Linked DNA regions of Hordeum vulgare: region 1 is linked to region 2. A link is a contact called in public Hi-C data. All regions are on one chromosome and are shown on one strand. Each heading gives the region's core, a stretch centred on a gene start, on an enhancer-like site or on the middle of the called end of the contact. The rest is flanking DNA. Distances are from core to core; before and after follow the strand shown.

Region 1 (4,841 bases), core at 740-3,239, 480 kb after region 2:
CCCTACGTGCAATCCTCCGTCGTCAACCAACAGCGTGCCAAGCTCGCCTACAAGTTCTATGGACCATTCAAGATTCAAGACAAGATCGATGCCCTTGCCTACAAGCTCCAGCTACCTTCGAACAGCCGCATCCACAACATCTTCCACGTCACCATATTGAAGCCGTTAAAACCCAACTGCGTCCCTGTCTTCGCTGAGCTACCGCGCCCTCCAGATTTGGCGACTGGCGACATCGAGCCCGTGGAGATCCTGGAGCGACGCATGGTCAAGCGAGGCAACAGCGCCCTCGTGCAACTACGGATCCGCTGGTCTTCTTCATCCCCAAGCACCACCTGGGAGGACTACGACACATTTCGATGGCGCTTTCCTTCGACGATCATCCGGCAGGACCAAGACACGAACGAACAAGTGGACCGTGCAGCAACTGACGAGCCTGAAGAACCTGAAGAGGAGGCTTTCTCTTAAGAAGAGGGGAGTGTCACACTAATGCAGTGGACAGCTGTGTGTAAGCAATGTGAGTGGAGGCCACTTGTCACGTGTCTGCCTATAAGTGTGGGTGTAGACAGAAGAGAGGCGTGTGTGATGTATGAGACTGAATCCTCACCTACCACTCTCTGCTCCTCACCTACCTTTCGATGTACCTCACCTCCTTCCTTCAATAAAGTGGACTTCGATCTCATCCCCTTTCCCCTTGTATCAATCCTCTGGATCAGCAGGTCGTTAGAGCAACTGCAACGGGGCGACCCATTTCGTCTGCCGTCGTCCGTTTGGGTCCGCGCAGACAAATGTGATGGCCCAACGCGAGGGCCCGTTGCCAAAACGCGTCCGCACCGACCCATTTCCGGCCCAAATTTGGGACTGAAACGCGAACACGAAGCGAACGCGCGCGCCCTTTTGGCGTCTGCCCCAACTACCCGCAGTCAACATAATTAATGACGGACACCCTCCCCGAACCCACGCGTCAGCGATCGCCGTCGGCCTTTTTAAATCCGAGTGTGCGGTGGGGTTCGGTTTCATCTACTTCTAGACCCTTGTCCCCATCTCGCCACCTCTCTGCTCACTCGTCGGCGACCAAACCCTACCAGTGGACCGGCTGCCTCCGCGAGTGGATCAACGCGCCGCCCATTTGGTTGGGCGTGACACTGCAACAGGAGGTCGCCTACCTCCAGCACTGGGGGCGCTTCACCTGGCGGAGGAAAGGAGGAGCGCGCATGTGCTGTGCTGCCACCGCCACCAACACAACCCGTGATGGCGAGACAGACGACGAAGGCGCACGCAGCGATGCTCTGAAACACAACGTTCCCCTGAGCTAGCTCTGCGCCGACGCTGGCTGACCTCACCTGCCCTGATGTCGACAACGAGGACTCCTAAGACAGCCTTCTAATTTAGGTCTTTTAATGTTTAATTAATGTAATGAGGACGCGTGGACTCTCGCCGACCTTCGTGGCCGACTTTAATGTTTAATTATTGTTTATTTTTTATTTTTATAAATGTTTGAAACCCTGATGTCAACGACGAGGACTCCTAGCGCAGCCTTGTAATTTAGGTCGCATGAACTCTCGCCGACCTTCGTGACCGGCTTTAATGTTTAATTAATGTTTGTTTTTATTTTTTGAAATGTTTGAAGAAAAAAAACACGCGTCGTCAAAATAGGTCGAAACAGCGTTGGATGCATGCGCCAACCCAAACGCCAGGTCGACCCAAACACAAAGCTGGTTCGATGCATGCGCCAACCCAAACGCAAAAAGTCCACCAGATCGACCCAAACACAAAAGCGAACGTTGGTTCCCGCCAGGAAACGTATCGGACGGTTGGAGTTGCTCTTACATGCACCTACCCGGTGAACGACCAGTCCACATGCTACCCGCGATTGCACACTGATGCCAGCGGCCGACTGTGGCGGGTCGCTCTGCCGCTGGGGTCGGCCCGCCACCCTCGATTTCCCTGGTGCAATGGCAGTTCCCACCCAACCCCGGCCAACTCCACCACCCTGCCCCTCGCTAGTATCAGGCCTAGCTCTGCATGTAACAAGTGCTCCACCCGCTTGTACTGGCAAAGGTGGGGAAAAACCTGGGTACGGAAATGAATAGTGAACTCTGACGGTGAAAAAGGAAAAAAACTGTTTCTAGCTGTTTTCGTTGCAGTGAATCGTAAGGTTGCTGGTGGGGTGCAGCATAGCTGCAAAAGGGGTGCATAGCCATGTGGCAATTCTGATACTAATTGCACAAAAAAAATAAACTAAAACTAACACCAAACAGCAAGATAACAAGCGACAGGAGGTCCAGGAGCAATAACTTTACGTGTTCGTCATGGCCAGCGAAAACAGGCTTCACAACATTCTGAGATAATACAACTTTGTCACTACAGATGATAAGAAACCCCCTCCCAGGAATTTGCAACAAAAAGAAAAATGACAGCATCCATTTTCTTTGATACCCCCCGCCCTTCGTCACACACAGTACAACATTCCTCCACATCGTAAGCACAAAAAAACCGTATATATTGATAAGCTTCTAGCAAATTCAGCAGCACTCATGAATAATTTCTCTGGGGCAGCACATGATCGAGTAGAGTTATCCCCGCTACAGTCCTCCACGGCAAAATCGCATTCGACAGGATATGGGGTCAGGCTATATCCAAAGTCCAAAAGGAAAATATATATATCACCACTTCTCTCCTTTTAGTAAAGGCTCGGACGACCATTTATTTAAGGCAGGGCTCGACAAAACCGACAGGCAAGTGCAACTGCTGAAATTACCACCATTATCCCCCATAGCTCAAAACGAATTTTGTATTCTATCGCTAACCTTCTCAGTCACCGGGAAAACCTATATCTCGGAAGACATGTTAACCACACCACGGCACAGCACAGCACAGCACAGCACCCTTGAACTTTGAAGAAAATTAATTTGCAGCTTCAAAGAAGAGCACTTGAGGTTGTAAATGACCTTTCTCACACATAATGACCACATCATCCCAGCTACCAATAACCTACACAAACAAGGAACAAATAAAAGATGATTTTTCTTGACTAGGTATAGGTAGGGTATAAAAAAAAGGAAGGGAGGTTTGCTTCAGTGGGTAGGTTTATATATCTTGTTACCTTAACAGTCTGGTCATCATACATGACCCAGTGCTCATCCTCGAAAGCAAAGCAATGATAATGCTGCCCATAGTAACAAACCTGCATGTGTAAGAAATATCAAAATACAACTCACGTTAGATGCTTTAGCTGATACGTTTCAATACTCTTGAATTACTGGATATACAGAAATACAGTGATAGTTCATGCCTGCTACAATTACGTGTCCTGATACAATGGTTTAGAGATGACCAAGCAAATATCAGTTCCTATTCAAAATCTAACTTGAATGGATGCTCCGTCTTACCACAAAATGCAGAATAACAGGAACTGACTTGGGTAGCTGGCTACTGCAGGTAATGTGGTACACAAACATGACATTGAACTGCCTCATGTGATTCACAGAAACTGATTTGTAAAATATGAGTTGTTTAGCAGTAGTAGCAGCATATTATAGCTACTTAAGTGGTACTCCCTCCGTAAAGAAATACAAGTGTTTAGATCACTAAAATAGTGATCTAAACGCTCTTATATTTCTTTACAGAGGGGGTACTAGATATACTGCCTCTACTGCAATAGAAAGGAATCCCAACAGAATATGCTCACTGCTTGCTCTTTGTACTGACAGGCATAGCTTAGCCTTCTCAATAACTCAGCAATATGCAGTAACACATACACATATGATACAGCGAGCTCTGAGGGTAAAATAATAACTACCCATACATATTTACATTTTTTGTAACTTAAGTCCATCCTGTAGTGCATAGTGCAAATACAACAGGAACACTAGAAATCTTTTAGAGCTACATGTCTGACTTGCACCATAAGCAGAACACATTTACTGCAGGTTTAAGGAAGCAGCAACTAACAGTACCATCAGATGTCCATTCAAAATGGGAAAGAACATAACAGGAATTAGTAGCCATACCACTGACACAAGAAAATGTTTGCTTCCTCGATCTAGACCACGGTAGAAAACACTGATGTCTATCTCAGTCGAAATACCAGCCAAGGTTGCAGCTATGTCATCAACACTCTCTTTGCTGTTCTGCCATCCCAAAACTGAAAAGTGAAATTGATGGGTAAGTGATCCGAGTCAATAAATGATTTTGTCGAACACGGGACATGCAAGAACTTGTACACACGCAGACTCACACATAAATGAATAGCAAATGTAGAGGATATGCAGGAGAAGGATTTAGTAGAGGTTCTTTTATTGATGATGGTAAACTAAATAGTGAAGCAGGCAATCCTACAATACTAAAATGCATCTTAAGAGAGTATTACACGAACATCTTTTAGAACTACTGGACTAAAAATGAATAATTGCATGTGAATGTATGTTTTACATGCAAAATGAAAAAGCGGCTTACCAACTGTAAAAACATGAGGGGAACTAGAAAGAATGTGGTGTATATGATTCGGTTTTCCGCAACCGCCAACGTCAGGATCACAAGCTAGCTGATCATTCATTATCACAGTCTTCAAAAGATCATCAAATGGATCTAGGCACATCATCTGTAGCATGGAAAAAAAATCAATCAAAGCATATCATGAACCATAGAATACAGAGCAGACCCAATATAGACCCCTCATCTCTTTTCCAAGATCAATTTATTGCCCTAGAACACCACAACCATTTACTTAAGGCTTCAATGTACCAAAACCAGTTGCTTCTCTCAAGCAAATCCTAATTTTGGTTTTGCATAACATCACGGCAGCTTTACCGCTTAACATGGCCACCAATTGCCAATGTTTT
Region 2 (4,433 bases), core at 293-2,792:
TTCACAAAGCACAAAATCTTGGACTGGGCCGGCCCATGTAAAAACCTGATATATTATGCTCTGCATGCTGGTAGAATATCCAGCACACCATATGGGCCGGCCCATGCACAGGGGCCTGCTTTTAGTTCCGTTTATTTATTTAATTTCAATTCTGTTTTAATTTTTGTATTATAAATAATTTAGAACTTCAAATAATCTTTAAATTTTTAATAAACTGAAAATTACAAATGAACATATTTTAAAAAATAAAATGTTTGTGACTTCAAAAACTGCTCAGAGTTCTGTAAAAAATGCTCGCATATACAATAAAATGTTTGCAATTTTAGAAAAATGTTTATACAATAAGAAAAGTCCATGATTTCAAATACAATTCCATGTATTAAAAATTATTAAAGGCATTTAACAAAATGCTTTCTAATTCAAAATATGTTAATGCATTTAAAAAATGTCTTAAAATTTTAAAAATAGCTAATGCGTGTTTTGATAGTTTCTTTTTTATTTATAATTAGGATTTAAAAAACTTTGGCATATTAAAAATAGGAATTTTGAACTAAAATGCTGACGAAAACATAAAAAGGTTTGTGGATTCAAAAAAAACGCTGGTTTTTTCTATTTTTTTGCAAATTCCAAAACAATGTCCATGAATTTAATAAATATATTACTGATTTATAAAAATGTTTTTTATTCTGAAAAACTTCATGCGTTTCAAAAAATGTTTGTGAATTTACAATAAAATCCTCCAACATAAAAAATTATGTTCATCTTTTTTTGAATTGGTCGCCAATTCAAAAGAAAATATTTAAACCCGTTCGAAATATAAAAAATATTTACGATTTTTAGTAAATGTTTGTAAATTGTAAAAAATGTTCTCGATTTTAAAATTGTTTCCATATTTGTAAAATTGTTCACGAAAGATCGAATGTATGTAGTTAAACATTAATGCTTCTAAGTCTTTATGACAATATACCTGTATGAATTTTGAAAAAATAACTGTTGGATGGATCGAATTATTATTGTATGTTTTTTATAAAAAAATCTTGAAATTCAGAATAAATCTTTGAGTTATCAAGATTTTTGACAACCATGATATATATTTTTTGAAAATGTAAAGATTGCTTCAACTTGTGAATAATTTAAAAGAAGATACATTTTCTTGCATTTATGCACAAAATTTTAAAATCAAACGATGATATGTGAACATAATGTGGTCACCATCATTGAAGATTATGTTTTTTTTCTTCCGTGTCAACGCACGGGCCATTTTGCTAGTGAATTCAAAAGGTTTGATACCTCCTCTGCTCCACTAATACTCGCGTTGAAGAACAAAGAGGCTGTCATGCGCGAATAAAAGATGATTGGTTGCGCGCCATGGCCAGCCCAGGGCAATCCATGCGTATCAGCCCTATCCCTGACTGCCAAGCCCAGCCCATGAGCTGAACAGGCCCATGGCCGCACCGCCGCACGAAACCAGATCAAACGGGCGGCACGACGGACGGCCCAGATGCACCGAGCCTACTAATAAAGCCACGAAGTCCCCTCAACCACGGTCTCAAGCCCTAGCCCCTCCACTCCTCTCCCCCGCCGCCACCCCGTCCCTGCATCCTCTCCCACGCCAAGACCGCCGCCGCCGCCGCCGCCGCTCGTCAAGATGGTACGCCGACGACAGATCGTGGCCTTCCCCCCCTTCAGTTTTAACCGATTGCTTGCTCTTTCGTTTGATCCGAGGCTTACGCATCTCTTGCTGTGTATCGGAGCAGGTGCTCCAGAACGACATCGACCTCCTCAACCCGCCGGCGGAGCTCGAGAAGCTCAAGCACAAGAAGAAGCGCCTCGTGCAGTCCCCCAACTCGTTCTTCATGGTACGTGCGCTTCAGATCATGTACGATCGATCTAGGGGTTCCCGTTCCTCTGATTGCTCTCCTGCCCCGTCCCCCGCCCCTAATTATCTTCTTGTCTTTGCGTTCCTTGTGTGCAGGATGTCAAGTGCCAGGGCTGCTTCAACATGTAAGAGCTTGTGACCTCTTCTTTAGTCATGTGCTTATTTAATACACAGTAACTGTAAGATGGTGGATTGGATTCTTGACTTGGGAACTTGATTTGAATTTTTGGGCTATAAATAATTTAGTAGTTTGCTCTGCTTTAAGCATGGCTTAGAGGTTAGGTTTATGCACATAGAACTGCCTAATGTATGAGAAAATATGTAGATTTAGCAACATGTGCATCTTGTACTGTGTCATAGTTCGCTGATGTGTTTGTCCTTTGCTATTGCTGCCGTTGGTACTCAATGTTAACGGCTAGTTATTCTGCTTAATTTGCCAAGCTGGGTTAGTTTGTGTGCAGTTACTGAACATAACACACCTCGCCTGATGATATGTCCGCTCAAATTGTTGAGCTGATTGCTAATTTCGAATATCATCCTTTGTCATCCTTCAGTTCATTTTGTTTGTCTGGCCCTGACTTACATTATATTTACCAACCAATTCCAGTTTATTCGTTATGGCCGAAGCTTGCTCTGCTTCATCCACATACCATATATCTGCACCATGATGAATTGATGTGATAATTAATGTTTTGAACTTTGTATTGCCTTGATCACAGAACGACTGTGTTCAGCCACTCTCAGACCGTGGTGGTGTGCCCGGGCTGCCAGACGGTGCTCTGCCAACCCACCGGTGGAAAGGCGAGGCTCACCGAGGGATGCTCCTTCCGCCGGAAGGGTGACTAAGTTGCACGCCTGTTTATGGGAAAATGAAGCCCCACTGAACGTTACTTTTGAAGTACTCCTAGTTATCCCCGATGTGTACTGGTCAAATTTTGTTAATTATGCTTGCCCGTTTGCCAGCCTGAACGTTGTAGCAACTTGTTCTATGTCATGCACTTCCTTGAATCGCCTGTTGTTGGTTCTTCTGTTTGTCTGGCTACCTGGCAAGTCCGTTTAGTTTGTTGCTGCATTCTCTTCAGTGTTCAAAATACGGTCTGTATTCTGTCATGTCCTGGGTCTCGATCAGATATCATGGATTTATTCTGTCCTTGAGCTGAAGTTGAAGAAGATGAGCAACTCCGCGTGAGCATGCTTACACTTTCTTGTAAGCGCACATATATTTTTCTTTTGTAACGTCCTGTGGTTTTTCTACATGGTGCTAACTTTGTGATCACCCGCTGACCCGCATCGTGGCTCAACTAAGAGCATCTCCAACAGCCGTATAGCGCAAAGTTTAAAATCAGCCTGCTTCATGGCATAAAAGTTTAAAATCATGCCACATCGCGTCAACATTCAATCAAGTTCATGACATAAAAGTTCACACAAACAAATGGCACATCAACAATCGTCAACATTCAAGTTCATGACATAAAAGCTCACATAAACAAATGGTACATCAACAATGGTGTCCCGTGCTACATTCAAGTTCATGACATAAAAGCTCACATAAACAAATAGTACATCAACAATCGTGCCCCATGCTACATTCAAGTTCATGACATAAAAGCTCACATAAACAAATAGTACATCAACAATCCGCATGCTATCTTCGTCATTCTCTTCCTTCCATTTTTCATCCTCATTTGAAGACGATTCTTCTTCCTTTTTTAAGCACCCATATATGTCTCAACGTTAAAACTACAAAGTATATACAACAAAACAAATAACTATTTATATGTATCCATTTCAAAAACAACAACAACAAAAGGTGGGTAAAATCTATTTATATGTATCCATCAACAACAACAAAAGGTGCGTGAAATTTTACCTTACGGGCATTTCATTGAACACCTTGTGCACATCGGTCACTAGCGCAACACGCGAGCTCGTCGGCGCTTCGGTCGTCGCCGCATCCGTCGCATGCCCTGTAAGTCTCTTCTTCGGCCGCCTAAAGGAGCTGTCCGCCGCCTTGTTCTTCTTTCCGGACACCTTGCCCATCTTCGCCACGTCGAATTTGGGAGTTTAGAGAGGGGAGCACGTGGCTTCACGGCGGGCGCCGGGCGACGCCACCTGTCATCGAGGTCGTTCGTGGTGCCGTTAAAAGGTTGCAGGCGAGACCGGTGCTTGGAGGAGCACCGGCGGAGGCGAAGCGAAAGCTCCCCATGCTAGGGTTTGTGCCGCGGCCGACGGCGGGGGTAGAGGGGTCGCGGGTGTAGGAAGGGGCGAGGGGATGTCGGCGTGGCCGTCCATCGGACAAATTCATCGACGACGGCGTGGGCGGGGCGAAAGAGGCGCGACCGGAAAGGTACGGCGCGAGCGCTTGAGCGTGCATCGCGCGGAAGCGGGCACACGAAATAAACGACACGCGATGCCGTTTCGTCCCCCGCGCTGAACCATTTATGCCGCACACACGTTTTTTGCATCTTCGTTGGAGGGGCTGCGCGTGCGTAAAAACTATATTTTTTCAACATGGCGCTAATATCGCGCGGCTGTTGGAGATGTTCTAAAGCAC

The links. A called contact is a pair of places that touch in the nucleus more often than the background predicts.
Region 1: a contact with region 2 is called in a Hi-C map of seedling, with 3 times the contacts expected there. The contact joins the enhancer-like site here to the promoter of LOC123449528 in region 2. A contact is called at or near these places in 2 of 6 Hi-C or Micro-C datasets (leaf and seedling).

What each region holds. Positions count from the first base shown.
Region 1 is chr4H:562,378,147-562,382,987 of MorexV3_pseudomolecules_assembly, forward strand. LOC123449531 reads right to left here. Exons shown (of 14, transcript XM_045126782.1): 11 at 4,456-4,600; 12 at 4,011-4,144; 13 at 3,104-3,184; 14 at 2,281-2,991. The coding sequence ends at 2,905. Among protein-coding and RNA genes, the nearest start is that of LOC123449531, 10 kb to the right of the region's middle. Within about 2 kb of position 1,990, at least 3 of the 3 cell types and tissues checked have open chromatin away from gene starts, as enhancers often do. A contact at or near this core is called in leaf and seedling, where this site is marked.
Region 2 is chr4H:561,900,037-561,904,469 of MorexV3_pseudomolecules_assembly, forward strand. LOC123449528 (40S ribosomal protein S27) reads left to right here and starts at 1,543. Exons shown (of 4, transcript XM_045126779.1): 1 at 1,543-1,651; 2 at 1,758-1,859; 3 at 1,976-2,004; 4 at 2,599-2,887. The coding sequence starts at 1,649. The coding sequence ends at 2,725.